Linked DNA regions of Xenopus tropicalis: region 2 is linked to region 1. A link is a contact called in public Hi-C data. All regions are on one chromosome and are shown on one strand. Each heading gives the region's core, a stretch centred on a gene start, on an enhancer-like site or on the middle of the called end of the contact. The rest is flanking DNA. Distances are from core to core; before and after follow the strand shown.

Region 1 (7,609 bases), core at 2,269-4,768:
TTGAGCGTTTGGGCGCCAGGACCCGCCGGTTATCGCTATGTGTGTGTCGGTAGAGGCACTTTCCATTCATTACGAGGGCTGACAGGGCTGGACGCAGAGGATAGCGAGCCGATTGGTGGGTCAGTATGAAGCGACAGTAACGTCTCTGTGCGCTGAAGGGGTTGAGCCGAGGTAATGAGCTCGCCGGGTGCGTGGGACTCGGAGTCTAGAGTTTCCAGTGTTTTGCTTCCATTTCCAGAGCAAGGAAGTCATTAATAACGATTAGCCTCAAATTGAGCCTCGGCATATCCCTGGCTCCTCGGGAATCCGCTCCCAGCCAATGGGCCCGGGCCGTGCCGTCTGCCAGCGTTAGTGCCAATCTCTGGGCTTTACGGGCAGTTAGCACTCGGCCTCCTGGATTTGCAGCTCTTAAACTATTCAGCATGTGGGTGCCAGATTGTCCACTGATGAGCAATCAGATTGCTTTAGGTTTATATGTGTGGTGGGGCTGTTATTATTGCTACTCCCTGCTGAACATTCCTTCTCTGTATATTTGTATTTATACATATGGGTAGGGGGTGCCATAGTGTTTCCCTTAGACAGTACAGTATGAGGGTACAGCTTATTGTGTGCCCAGAACATTCCTTCTCTGTATATTTGTATTTATACATATGGGAGGGAGGTGCCATAGTGTTTCCCTTAGGCAGTACAGTATGAGGGTACAGCTTATTGTGTGCCCAGAGCATTCCTTCTCTGTATATTTGTATTTATACATATGGGTAGGAGGTGCCATAGTGTTTCCCTTAGACAGTACTGTATGGGGGTACAGCTTATTGTGTGCCCAGAGCATTCCTTCTCTGTATATTTGTATTTATACATATGGGTAGGAGGTGCCATAGTGTTTCCCTTAGACAGTACTGTATGGGGGTACAGCTTATTGTGTGCCCAGAACATGCCTTCTCTGTATATTTGTATTTATACATATGGGTAGGGGGTGCCATAGTGTTTCCCTTAGACAGTACAGTATGAGGGTACAGCTTATTGTGTGCCCAGAACATTCCTTCTCTGTATATTTGTATTTATACATATGGGTAGGGGGTGCCATAGTGTTTCCCTTAGACAGTACAGTATGGGGGTACAGCTTATTGTGTGCCCAGAACATTCCTTCTCTGTATATTTGTATTTATACATATGGGTAGGAGGTGCCATAGTGTTTCCCTTAGACAGTACAGTATGGGGGTACAGCTTATTGTGTGCCCAGAACATTCCTTCTCTGTATATTTGTATTTATACATATGGGTAGGAGGTGCCATAGTGTTTCCCTTAGACAGTACAGTATGGGGGTACAGCTTATTGTGTGCCCAGAACATTCCTTCTCTGTATATTTGTATTAACCCCTGTTGTCTTTTTTGCAGGCCTGACATACATGTGCCCTGAATGGCATCTTTGCTGCGGAACCTCCATGCTGAGCCACACCGGACAACGCACTGCTTTCCATCTTGCAAGTAGCCAATCAGCATAAAGATGTGCTAATCTCATCATCTTCTCCCAACTTCCTGCGTGTTTCATTGGGTGAGTTCCCTGTCCCCATATCACTGCTTCCTATAGAGATCTATGCGAAATGCGTCGCTTTAGGCGCAGGTACCGCTGTGGTAATAACTCTGCGACTGCAGCTTTACCCAGATATACTTATTCTTGCCATTATTATATGGGGCTATAGCTTATTGTGTGCATAGAATGTCACAGGATCAGTTCCCCTTTAAATTACCTTTTGGCACGATGCAATGATAGTCTGAGACAGTTTGCAGTTGGTCTGCTTTTTTTTTTGTGTATCTGGGGGGTGGAAATTCCTTGTTGCTGATGCATTTTAGTTCCGGTACGACGTGTGAGCCAAACCCAAGATCGGGGGGGGGGGGGGGCTCGCTTCTCTTCTCTTGGTCAGGCTCTTCCTATTAGTTGGACATTAAAGGGTGGGGGCAGAGGGGGTAAGGCATTGGCTTCTAAAGCCTACTCACATTTACTTGAAGGCCCCCCCTTCCCCGCTGCTCGACCCCCTTTCTTTAGCCAAGAAAGCTTAGGCCTCTAGCACCCGACGCGTTTCGCTTTGGGAAACTTCTGCCTCTTTCTTTTTTTGTAATGTGGACTTTGAACTGGGAGGAATGGAACAAACTGGTATTTCCAGTTCTCCTCGGTGCCAGAGCGTTGGTTCTACACCGACTCTCCACAATGGAAATCCTATCCGCTTGAGTTGCGCTGCGGCCCTCCGGGGGCCGGTGCTTTGGCTCCTTTGCCGACCGTGTATGAAGTAGGAGGAAACCTGGGGGGCAGACCTTGATATGCATTGGTGTCGGGTATTTTTCTTTCTGGAATTGTCCAGAGGAGAGCGTTAATGGCTTTCTGCTGCAGGCCGAAGTGCATTCTAAGCAGCCGTGCCATCTGCATCTATACAGAAATCTAATTGGGAAGTTAAGGGACTGGTTTAGCGGCCCTGGTCAGCTCTGATTTACAATGCTGGCCCAATAGCTGGCCTAGTCCTGGCTTTCAGGGGTGCCTTGTGGGTAAAATGGTGAATGAATGGGGATGAATCATGGAAAGCGGTTGAATGCTTGCTTGGCCTTTCTGAGCAGTAACGTTTGAGAGAAGTTTGGCCAAGGTGCTGAGGCCCAAGTGCGGGTTTGGACAGGTAAGGGCGAAGACACATGGGGCAATTAATTCAGTCGTGGCGACTAACAGCCCATAGGGGTTAATCTCGTCGCCATGACAATTCACGTTCCCAATTTCGTCCTGCAGGTTAGTCATCGCAACTTTTCGGAAAGTCGCAGCAACTAATCGTCCCATGTGTCTTCGCCCTCAGACTTCAAGCAGGGACCCCGCCCACTTTAGTGATGTAACAGTGCTGACCCCTCCCCCTGCGTCGGCTGATGCTTCCCATGTATGAAAAGTTAATCCGGTCGTTGCGGGCTCAAAAAGTAGATATAAAAGATATCTATTGGGTATATTTCCCCTTTAACCAAAACTTTCCTTACCCCCTTCCAACTTTTTATTTTTTTTTATACTATTTTTGTCTATGAAATACAACTGAAAGTAGTTCCGTTTTATTTTTTATTTTCCTTATTCATTTCAGGATTGAAATAAGATAAAACTTCCCCCCCTTTTCATTGCTAATTAAAAGCTTCTCACAAAGCGGCTCTGTGGCCCCCGGAGGGGTTTGGGGCGTAGCTGCCCTTTGGCGAGTTTTTATTCTTGGAGACGTTTTTATATTCACGCTCCCTGGAGAAATCCGATCCGATCGGCGGAACAAAAGGGAGAGAGGTTACAAAAATGGGACTTTTTTTTTTTCTTTTTTACTTATTTTTTTTTTTTTTTTTGTCTCCCACAAACCCCCCCCCACCCATTTACTGCAACTTTCTCCTCCCAGATTGGACTCCCATTCCCTGGCTGGGGAGAATGCTTGCCGGCCCGAATGCTATCGCCTTGGAAACAAGTGGTCAAAGAAAAGGGGAGGGCGTAGGGGAGAAAGGAGAAGAGGGCCTTTGTGTTGCCATGGTAATAGAGGCAAAAAAAATTCCGGCATTCGGGACAAAAGCCGGGCCTTGACAGCAGCACCCTGACCCTGGCTCTTCCTCGGCTCTTTGGGAAAAGGCAGGAGGGGATTGTCTCTTTATGCTTCAAAATGGCGTTTCCATGGTAACCCGGCCTAAACAAGACACCTCCCCACACACACGCACACCCCACTGCTTTCTCTTTGTGGCATCAAAGCCCATTTCTCTAGGTGTGTGGTGTCGTCAATTTCTCCCCCAAAATGTCAGCATTCTTTTAGATAAAGGGTAACTAACCTTCAGTGGTTTTATCCCATTGTTGTGCCCTGAGACATAGTCCAGCCCTAAACTAATGCTGCTGCCTAATCCGTGGTTTATTTCCCCTTTAATAAGGCCCGTCGGAGTGTAAGGCAAGTGAGTATGGTGTGTGTGTAAACACAGACAGGGCCTGATTGGCTGCCAGGGAGAGTTAACCAAAGAGTTGCCCCGGGGGGGATTGGGAAAGCAGAGATAATAAGTTCTCACCTGTCGGCGTGGGATGTTCCAATAGCAGGGGGGAGGAGGCAAGTTGGGGCACAGAGAGATGGGCCTTACTGTTCCCGTGCCTCTGGCCCAGTTTCCCTGTGGTGCTGTGGGGGGGGGGGGGGGGTACATTCTGGGTTGCCTGCTCCCTGGCCCCTGTTCAACTGCCTTCTCCCTGCTCCTCCACCTCTTCTTCTGCCTTCTTCCCCACACATAATCCTCTGCTTTCTCCTGTCCCCCCTACACTTGGCCTACCTTCTCCTTTCCCCCCCCACTATTGTTGTGGTACCTTCCCCTTCTCCCCCCCCCCCCCCCACTGTCCTTCTTACGTCTCCTTCCCCCCCCCCCATTATTGTTGGGGTGTCTACCTACCCCCACCACTGTTTTACTGAAGTCTTCTTCCCCTCACTATTGTTGTTCTCCCATCTCTTTGCCCCCCCCCCCCCACTATTGTTGATACCTTCTCCCCCCCCCCCCAATTCTTGGGGTACCTTCTTTACCCCTCATTATTGTTGGGGGTACCTTCTCATTTCCCCCCATGTCATTCTTATGTCACATTTCCTCCCACTATTGATGATCTTCCATCTCCTTGCCCCCCGCTATTGATGATCTTCCATCTCCTTGCCCCCCGCTATTGATGATCTTCCATCTCCTTGCCCCCCGCTATTGATGATCTTCCATCTCCTTGCCCCCCGCTATTGATGATCTTCCATCTCCTTGCCCCCCGCTATTGATGATCTTCCGTCTCCTTGCCTCCCCCCATTTTGTTGGTCTTCCTATACTAATATGTATGTGTATGTATAACTTTATTAATAAAGCACCACAAGGGTACGCAGCGCTGTACAATCTTACAATATACACAATTACACACAGGGAGGACAAGTGTTATAATAAATACAATAAATAAATATAAATACACGGAGTAAGTGCCATGTGGTATGAGACACAGTAGGAAGGAGGTCCCTGCCCCGTAGAGCTTATAGTCTAATATTGGGGTACCTTCTCCTTTCTCCCCCCCCTATTGTTGGTCTGCCTTTTCCTTTCCCCCCTGTGGGGTTGGCCAGCCCTTAGGGGGTTAGTTGTATTGGAACCCCTAGCAAGGCATAACAAGGGGGAGTGGTCAAGGCATGATGTGGCCAAAATCCAACATTTTGTCCAGGGTTGCCCCCCCCCACCAACCTTTCCACCCAGCTGAACCCTTACTGTGTTGCCCAACATGGCCGGTGATTCCCTTGTGCCTCCCCTGTGCCTCACTGCTTGTCATTACCCAGAGATCATTCATCTGCTAACGGATCATTCAGCAGCTTCCTATTAGCAGCCAATCGGCACGAGCACTGACAGATTCCCGTATGAACACACCCTGAGTCCATTATCCATTTATTGCTCCAATTATATATATGTAATCACCTAACAATTCCTCAAGTGTGATCAGTAATTAATTATATTGTGTTTGTATTTGCTAATGATCTGCAGAGCCCCCGACTCCCCCCAAGCAATTCCCTTCTCTCCATTCATACTCTCCCTCCTTCCCTCACAGGCCTCGGATTTTCTTATGAGCGGGGACCGGACAGCCAATCAAAATAGAGTCCCTAAAGGTTAAAGTTGACTTTCTGAAGGTGCCTTTTGGCCTGAAGAAACCAGTGCTGAAAGAGGCAGTCGCAGTTTTGGCTTCGACACAGGGGTCGGGGGGACCCAAACCCGCCAACGTGGAACGGCACAAAAGCCGCTACTCTGAAAACATGGACAACGACTCCCAGTACTCGGGTTACTCCTATAAGTCCGGCCACTCCAGGAGTTCCCGAAAGCACAGGTGGGAAAGGTTACGGGGTACCCCTGGAACTATAGCGGGGGGACTGTTACCCCAATGTTTCTATATATCTGTAACCTTGTTATGGGCTAAGGGGGCCCAGCCTGAAGGCCAGTTAGGGGGTGATTTGGGGTGAGTGCTTATTTGTGCCCTGGGTACCCCTGGAACTATAGCGGGGTGACTGTTACCCCAATGTTTCTCTATATCTGTAACCTTGTTATGGGCTAAGGGGGCCCAGCCTGAAGGCCAGTTAGGGGGGGATTTGGGGTGAGTGCTTATTTGTGCCCTGGGTACCCCTGGAACTATAGCAGGGTGACTGTTACCCCAATGTTTCTATATATCTGTAACCTTGTTATGGGCTAAGGGGGCCCAGCCTGAAGGCCAGTTAGGGGGGGATTTGGGGTGAGTGCTTATTTGTGCCCTGGGTACCCCTGGAACTATAGCAGGGTGACTGTTACCCCATTGTATGATTATGATCCCGCCTCCTGCCAGCGGCTCTCCCCATTGGCTGCTGATATAAAGGGGAAACATTCCTATAACAAGACATAACATGACGGCAGTTTGATTCCAGGTTCTTTGGGAAAGAGCAGGCAAGGGAACATTGCTACTTTGTGGCCAGCCAGCCAAATCTAAATAGCCTGTGCCCACTGGTAGGGAGGTTCAGGCAGGGCTGGGGGTTCAGTATGGGGGTCGGTTAGGGGTGTATATCTGTAACCTTGTTATGCGATAAGGGGGGTACTGAACAAAGGTTGAACCTCCATGTTGGGCTTGAACTGAAAAGGCAAATGCTAAGCTGGTGTAATTCTTCATTTTGCAGAGATCGGAGGGAGCGGCACAGATCTAAAAGCCGAGAAGGAAGTCGCGGTGATAAGTCGGTCACAATCCAGGCGCCAGGGGAGCCCTTATTGGATAATGAGTCAACGAGAGGGGAAGACAGGGTACGTTTGGAAATGAGATTGTTTGATCGATTGGTCTCTGATTACTTTATCTAAAAATTGCCTTGGTATTAGGTTGGGTAGGGCAACATAGCCTGTACAGAGAGATACCATAAAACTATGGCACATAGGGATTCCCCTGTACTAAGCACAATTCAGCAGGAACAGCCCCCTAAGTTTGCTCATAGTCTGTACAGAGAGATACCATAAAACTATGGCACATAGGGATTCCCCTGTACTAAGCACAATTCAGCAGGAACAGCCCCCTAAGTTAACCCTTAGGTTATATTCAGAGGGGAGTGATATCTTTGGGGGACCTCCTGTCTCTGTCCCTGGGATCCATACAGTGAATATGCTTGGTGCCAGGCCTCTCTGTAGCTCAGACACTAGCGGTGCAGATATGGAAATGCCCTGACAGGTCCTGTAGGTAATTATTTTCCGCGGGTGTCTGCAGAGGTAATTAACGAGAGAGCTTATTGATTCCTGCACCATTTATCTGCTCTCCCGGCGTCTCCGGCCGTGCCTGCCATGCTGCGGCATTAACGAGCCCTGCTAGCCAGCCGAGTGTGTAAGCGAGATGTGCCCGGGGCCCTTACTGGCTTGGCTCCGAGCCAACGAGACGGTGCGAGCTGCTCTGCTAGGAAGGCTAATTGGTGCTGCCTTGTGATTGGTGCCCGGTGATGTCATTGTTGCCAAGCCATGTCAACGGCGGGAGTTGCTGCTTCACTCATGTAGGAGGCTTATGGTGTATGCTGCCTCCTGCCCAGTGCATTGTGGGAAAACAGTTATAAAAAAATATATATTTAATATTATAAAAAAGATTGTTG
Region 2 (7,609 bases), core at 1,662-4,161, 48 kb before region 1:
CTGCCTGCTCTGCTCTCATTTCCCTACAGAAATAGGGGTTGGTAGCACTAGGTAGGTACCTAATATATAGGGGCAGAGACAGGGGAAAGTGTTGGAAGGGTTACTGCCTGCCCTGCTCTCATTTCCCTACAGAAATAGGGGTTGGTAGCACTAGGTAGGTACCTAATATATAGGGGCAGGGACAGGGGAAAGTGTTGGAAGGGTTACTGCCTGCCCTGCTCTCATTTCCCTACAGAAATAGGGGTTGGTAGCACTAGGTAGGTACCTAATATATAGGGGCAGAGACAGGGGAAAGTGTTGGAAGGGTTACTGCCTGCCCTGCTCTCATTTCCCTACAGAAATAGGGGTTGGTAGCACTAGGTAGGTACCTAATATATAGGGGCAGAGACAGGGGAAAGTGTTGGAAGGGTTACTGCCTGCTCTGCTCTCATTTCCCTACAGAAATAGGGGTTGGTAGCACTAGGTAGGTACCTAATATATAGGCACAGAGACAGGGGAAAGTATTTGGAAAGGTTACTTCTCACTGCCTGCTGAGTGACTCCCCAGATTGGGTTTCCCTTTGTTGGTTCCTGTTACTAAATGTTTGATCATGCCCCCATTGAACCATCATGAGAGGTGCTCCTGTACAAGATGGGAAGAGGCTGAAGGTCAATAAGGTCTATAGGGTCTAACTCAATTACTAACAAGTCATTACTGACGCTGAGGCCACAATGTCAAACAAACTGAAGGGAAGAGTGAGTAAAGAAAATGTTAAGATATACAGTATCTCTAAACTGCTGGTTCTGACTCCTGAAACAATATTGCAGACACTATCTGACCTGGAGTGATTACGGCTACATTGTTTCAAGAGTCAGACCCAGAGAACAGAAATGGACAGGCAGACACTGCTTTCAATAGCAATTGCTTTTATGCATAAAGTATATGTCTTAGGGCAGAGTTTAGGAATACAAGGGGGTGGCTAGGAATGCTGCTCTATTGAGAATCAATGATAGTGAAGGGATTGCCCCCTCAGCAGGGCCCCCTGTAGGTGATTTTTCAGGCCATGCAGCACTAACACCTAGCATTATCCTGCTCCAATTAATGAAGCAGGATGGTATTATGGGGAAAATGATGTAACTGTGGGACAGTGTATAATAAAATAGGTCCCATAGCTGGTGGAAGCCCCTCTATCTGACTCCTGAAATGTGCTTTTAGTGAGTCGTTATTAGACCTTTCCCCATGGAGGGAGACCTGATTGTTAAGTCCCTGCATTGCCAGCCCATTGTGTTGTTAAAGTGTCATTAGCGACTCATATAGCAACCAGGGCAGAAAGCTCCAGGGTGGCACCGACACTGGCACAAGGACCTCTACTCTCTGCCAGAATTTGGAGGGGCCCCGAGCTGATTCATTGGCTACAGCAGCTTTCTCAATGAAAAACTGATCACCCCACTGCTCAAATAATGGCGACACAGCTTTTAGCAACCCCCAGCAACCTTCTAATCCCACTCAGGCCCCCATAATACGATGGTATGAGCCCCTGAAATAACATTATATATGTATTGCTCACAGTAGCCTTGTAGTTTCTCCCTTGCTAAAAAGGCAACCGACCCTTCCTTGAAGCTATCCGCTGAATCTGCCAGTACAGCTGCTTAGGGGCGAGTATGCCACAGCTAGTGGGCACCTTGATTTCCTCTAGGGTATTTCAGTTGGATTATTCCTGCTACTCCCAAGGCCCCTGGGCGTCCTGGGAGTTGTATTTCAGTTTCCCTTGAATAAAGCAGAATTCACATTCTAATGCGTAAATCACTTTTATCCAGTACAGGTACTGTTTTATTATTACAGAGAAAAGGGAATCATTTAACTATGAAATAAACCCAATAGGGCTGTTCTGCCCCAATAAGGGGTAATTATATCTTAGTTGGGATCAAGTACAGGTACTGTTTTATTATTACAGAGAAAAGGGAATCATTTAACCATGAAATAAACCCAATAGGACTGTTCTGCCCCCAATAAGGGGTAATTATATCTTAGTTGGGATCAAGTACAGGTACTGTTTTATTATTACAGAGAAAAGGGAATCATTTAACCATTAAATAAACCCAATAGGGCTGTTCTGCCCCCAATAAGGGGTAATTATATCTTAGTTGGGATCAAGTACAGGTACTGTTTTATTATTACAGAGAAAAGGGAATCATTTAACCATGAAATAAACCCAATAGGGCTGTTCTGCCCCAATAAGGGGTAATTATATCTTAGTTGGGATCAAGTACAGGTACTGTTTTATTATTACAGAGAAAAGGGAATCATTTAACCATTAAAATAAACCCAATAGGGCTGTTCTGCCCCAATAAGGGGTAATTATATCTTAGTTGGGATCAAGTACAGGTACTGTTTTATTATTACAGAGAAAAGGGAATCATTTAACCATTAAAATAAACCCAATAGGGCTGTTCTGCCCCCAATAAGGGGTAATTATATCTTAGTTGGGATCAAGTACAGGTACTGTTTTATTATTACAGAGAAAAGGGAATCATTTAACCATTAAATAAACCCAATTGGGCTGTTCTGCCCCCAATAAGGGGTAATTATGTCTTAGTTGGGATCAAGTACAGGTACTGTATTATTTAAAATGGAGTCTATGGGAGATGGCCTTTCCGTAATTCGGAACTTTCTGGATAATGGGTTTCCGGATAAGGGGTCCAATACCTGTACAGGTGCTATTCAATTTACAGGTCTGTCCAGCACTTAAAGCGTTAAGAGACTCTCCCTGCTTCCTGTCAGCCCAGTGCAATTTTGAAATGTGACCAATCAGCAGGCAGGTCAAGCTCCCAGGCAAGCAGGGGATTGGCTGTTGAGGGAATGTCACCTTCCCCCTTTGCTCTGAATAAAAGTGAAAGGGGACAGGAGGGAATGAATGGCACTTGCATTGATGGATGGCTGGGTTTGTATGGGACTCCCCCGCTGGGACATGGAATGGCTTTTTCCATACACTGCTTTCACCTCTTTGTTCATGCAGATTATTATTAACCCTTTCCCTTTCCCTCCTGGAACGTTCCATTCTGCAGCTAAACATCGGGGAAAAGCTCTGCCTTCCTGCTGGGCCCCTGCGTCAGCATATTTTCATTATTGTGCCCTTGACACCCGGTGATGTATGTGGCTCTCAGGCTGTGCACACTTGACGGCATTCAGCTGAATTGGGACAGGAAGAAAGGAAACTGCTATGAGATAAAAAGCCATCTTGTCCTTAAAGGGGAAGTAAGACGATCAAAATGTTACTTATTCCTACATAACTTCTAGATCATCCAGAGGAAGGGAAACAAAATAAGGATGAAAGTGTAGCCTGGCCACTAGGTGGCGCTTTAGATTGCCAGGAAAACCAGGCAATGGTTTTTGTCTCTAGATATTGTCCATAAAAGATAAATCTCTGACAGTAGTCAGTCGTTTTGCAAACAGCACATTAGTCTTGTCATACCGTGCGTGCATCTCCTGCGACCCCTCTGGGCAGCATTGGGAGGGAAGGGCGGAGCTGTAGGGATTCCAACTGGGCACCAAAATGTATTTTTTTCTACATAAGATCATCCCCCTATACCTGTCTGAGAAATGCAGAGCAAATGTGGTTGACGGTCACCATGTCACAACATCCGCATTGGAAACAAGAGTAAGACCAGCTTCCACTATGTATGCTCCTGTCTCACCATAAAGTCAAAAGTGTCATGGCCAATAGTGGCTGCTGTGTCCACTCACCAGTCAAAATCATGGCCTTCAGGGTTGAGTCAGATATTGATCAGGAAGGCTGGAAAATCCTATTGGGTGAAGACTGCATTTGGCTGTAAATGTGGCCCTTTCCCAACAGAAAATCAATGGCTGAGGTGGAGCCAACAATTGGATCAGCCTGGTTTTACCCACCACTTGTATGGAAGCATTGGGCAAGGCTGAGGTGGAGCCAACAATTGGATCAGTCTGGTTTTACCCACCACTTGTATGGAAGCATTGGGCAAAGCTGAGGTGGAGCCAACAATTGGATCAGTCTGGTTTTACCCACCACTTGTATGGAAGCATTGGGCAAAGCTGAGGTGGAGCCAACAATTGGATCAGTCTGGTTTTACCCACCACTTGTATGGAAGCATTGGGCAAAGCTGAGGTGGAGCCAACAATTGGATCAGTCTGGTTTTACCCACCACTTGTATGGAAGCATTGGGCAAAGCTGAGGCGGAGCCAACAATTGGATCAGCCTGGTTTTACCCACCACTTGTATGGAAGCATTGGGCAAAGCTGAGGTGGAGCCAACAATTGGATCAGCCTGGTTTTACCCACCACTTGTATGGAAGCATTGGGCAAAGCTGAGGCGGAGCCAACAATTGGATCAGCCTGGTTTTACCCACCACTTGTATGGAAGCATTGGGCAAAGCTGAGGTGGAGCCAACAATTGGATCAGCCTGGTTTTACCCACCACTTGTATGGAAGCATTGGGCAAAGCTGAGGTGGAGCCAACAATTGGATCAGCCTGGTTTTACCTACCACATGTATGGAAGCATTGGGCAAAGCCCCTGTAAAGGTAGCCATACACGCACCAATATTATAGTATAAAACCTAGTTTTGTATGATATTCGATGCGTGTATGGTGGTTTGACAAGACAATCGATATCACTGGATCGTCGGATATCGGTTGTCTCGTCAATTGGGCGGGACTAAAGATTTAGCCTAAATTATTCAGAATTGAGTTCTAAGTCTGGTAACCGCCCCTCTTCCTTACATTGAAGTGGAGGGCTCACTCTTACAGATGGACAATGCTTAATGTATACGGTGTCATATAGAATTATGGTGGAAGGGCTTATGGAAGTTGTCCTTGGTTGGGGCCCAATGGGTGATCCTCTGGTACTTTGGCAGGCCAGTCCTATGAAACACTCATCTTCTATAAATCCATGAATATCCAGGAGAGAAAATAAAAGTTCACCTTAGATGCCACTCTGATTGGCCTAAAGGCAACACTTATATGTAACAGCAACAGCAAATAATAACTCCCCCAATGCCACTGTCCTATAAGCTCAACCCCTCCATCTGCTGCTAAGGGTCCGCCAAAGGGGTCATCCTGACAGTTTAGGAAAGCCTGCCTTACATATTCAATAAGCTGTCCAAATCTGCTAACCTTCTATCTATTCCCATTCCCTTGTCCTTACACCTTCTCTGATCTGCTCCTATTGTCTTTCCTGTTCTTTCTCTTCTTCTTCCACTTCTTCTCTCTCTTCTTCTCTTGCCTTGCAATTGTTTTCCCTTTCTTTACCCTATTTTCTTTTAGGCATTAGAAGGAAGCAACCCAATGTTTGATGGACCATATATCCATAATAAAACAAAACTTCTCAGGTACCATTCTTTTATTGTGTAGGAGGCCAATGGCTACCTTTTGTACAAAAGACACAGGGCCACCACGTGCAGTGGGCCTTCCAATCTCGGAACCCTGCCCCCCACAGTGCTAGGTCATGTTTCCATGTGGACAAAGAATGAAACACAACTTTTCAGGAACCATCCTTACATGTGGAAGAAGGCCAACAACCTTTTTGTTTACAAAATATCAGTCCCTTGACTAAAACAGCCTACCATTCTATCACACCTACCTATCTAACAGTGATATTGTTGTATTCCATAGTAATGGAAAACTACAACACCAGGTACATCAGCCAGTATGAAACACTTATAGATGAATCTATGAGCAAAGTTGTGTGGTGGCCAACCATCATCCTAAAGGTGTCCATACATGTTACAAATACAATCTTTCCCACGACCAATTTTCCATGCAGGAATGCCGGCCAAGGGGACAAGGACTGTATCAATGCACTGATGTGCTCCTTTCCCCAATGGAATTTTTAAACCTCCTGCTGCTTTTCAGCCACATATCGCTCAGGCAGGCCCAATACACAGGCCAATAAGCTGCTGACTGTCAACAGCTTTTACTGTATAGTCACCTTTACACTCACCAAGGAGTCTATCATTTCTGTCTTTCTCTTATCTTTAACCACATTGGTACATTGATGTGGTCCTCACCTGAGGGTCTTTGACCCCCTAGGCCAGTGATCCCTAACCAGTGGCTCACCAACCCCTTGGATGTTGCCTAAGGAGGACCTTATTTTTAAATTCTAGCTTGGAGGCAGGTTTTGGTTGTATAAAAACCAAGTGTACTTACAAGCAGAACCTCCTGTAGACTACTAGTCAACATAGGAGCTACCAAGTAGCCAATCACAGCCCGAAGAACTTTTTGAATTCTAGTGTTGGTCCCCAACTCTTTTTATATTTAAATGCTGCTCATGGGTCACAAAGGTTGGCGACCTCTGCCCTAGGCCAACAATTGGATTAGCCTAATCTGGCCCAGTGTGGGGTGGGTTGTCAAACAAGCAGATCTCATAGCGTATGGCCAACTTTACTCTCAGTCACCACAAGTGGGAAACACACTGGGAAAGCTGTTAAGTTAGTGTTTTTATATATATTCCTGTATTTCTGCCCAAGCCCACAGACTACCAGTAATATTCATTCAAGGTTGATGTTCTCCCCTTTCCATTCTCTGCAGTGTAAGTGATACCTTGGCAAACAAAAGCTGCTCTGACGCTCCCTCTCTCTCGGAGTCCGACTCTGCAGCTGTTTAACTGTTTCCGAGACTGAGATATTGTTGCCTTTCTTCTCCCCTGTGAATTTTAGACTTGGTAATTCCAAGCCCTCAACAGAAATAGAATGTTCTACAGGTAAAGCTTGTTAGACAAACCTATAGTTGACACACAAATACCTTCTTCCCCCTATCTCAGTTGAGCAAACTATTCACATTTTGTTTGACTGAAATGCAGACCTGTCAACCCTCCCAGATTTTTTGGGAGTCACACATATTTATATCTCCAGTCGGGGGGCACAGAAGAGAGCGTAGTTTAGGTGGAACGGGGGCATGGCCTGGAAAGGAAAGTGGGAGGAGGGTTTATGGATAAAGCTGTTGCAGGTCCAGGTCGCGTAGTTGTCTAGTTAATTAGATCCATGCAGGTCTATAGTTGTAAATGGTCTAGCAGTTGGTGGTATGGCTGGCCCCCTGGCTGGGGAGGGCATATTTTTAGCACCAAGTACCTGTGTTGCATCTAATGAGAAGGTGTCAGACTTGATGAAGGTCCCAGCAGTGCCAGTAGGATGTGCAGCAACCTCTATTGGCCCCAACCACTCATTGGCTTGAATAGGAACCACCATGGACAAGCTTTCAATGAGCACAAAAACCTTATTAAAACCCTAGGCCTTCTCTAGATGCCTCCCTTCACCTTCTCAAACCATGTCACTGGGCCCCAGCAAAACTGCCCTATCCGTCATACCTAGTTATAAAAAGCATGGTAGCGCAGCACAGTTGGCAGGCACCATCTTTTAATGCTTGAAACCCTCCTTCTCTGTGATTTTGGAGAAGCAAGCCAAGTTTGGATTGGTGCAAAATTGCTGGATGAAGACATTATGCAGTGCAACAAGGAACCTGCCAACCCCACTGTGTAACTGAGCTTTTTATGGCCAGGCACAGCAAATGGGGCAGTATTGAGTGTCCATGGATGAAAGAGAATGAAGGCTTTGGTTTGCCACACAAGCAGTGGCCATGAACACGCCATGTTGTGGACCTTAG

Evidence for each region. A called contact is a pair of places that touch in the nucleus more often than the background predicts.
Region 2: a contact with region 1 is called in a Hi-C map of neurula embryo, with 3 times the contacts expected there. The contact joins two enhancer-like sites. A contact is called at or near these places in 5 of 5 Hi-C or Micro-C datasets (brain, gastrula embryo, liver and 2 more).

Annotation. Positions count from the first base shown.
Region 1 is chr8:137,134,755-137,142,363 of UCB_Xtro_10.0, reverse strand. It overlaps vangl2 (VANGL planar cell polarity protein 2), which reads left to right. Exons shown (of 9, transcript NM_001032310.1): 2 at 1,395-1,551; 3 at 5,578-5,850; 4 at 6,665-6,785. The coding sequence starts at 5,780. Among named protein-coding and RNA genes, the nearest start is that of vangl2, 38 kb to the left of the region's middle. Within about 2 kb of position 3,518, at least 1 of the 11 cell types and tissues checked has an H3K27ac peak or open chromatin away from gene starts, as enhancers often do. A contact at or near this core is called in neurula embryo, where this site is marked.
Region 2 is chr8:137,182,438-137,190,046 of UCB_Xtro_10.0, reverse strand. No RefSeq gene overlaps it. Among named protein-coding and RNA genes, the nearest start is that of vangl2, 10 kb to the right of the region's middle. Within about 2 kb of position 2,911, at least 1 of the 11 cell types and tissues checked has an H3K27ac peak or open chromatin away from gene starts, as enhancers often do. A contact at or near this core is called in neurula embryo, where this site is marked.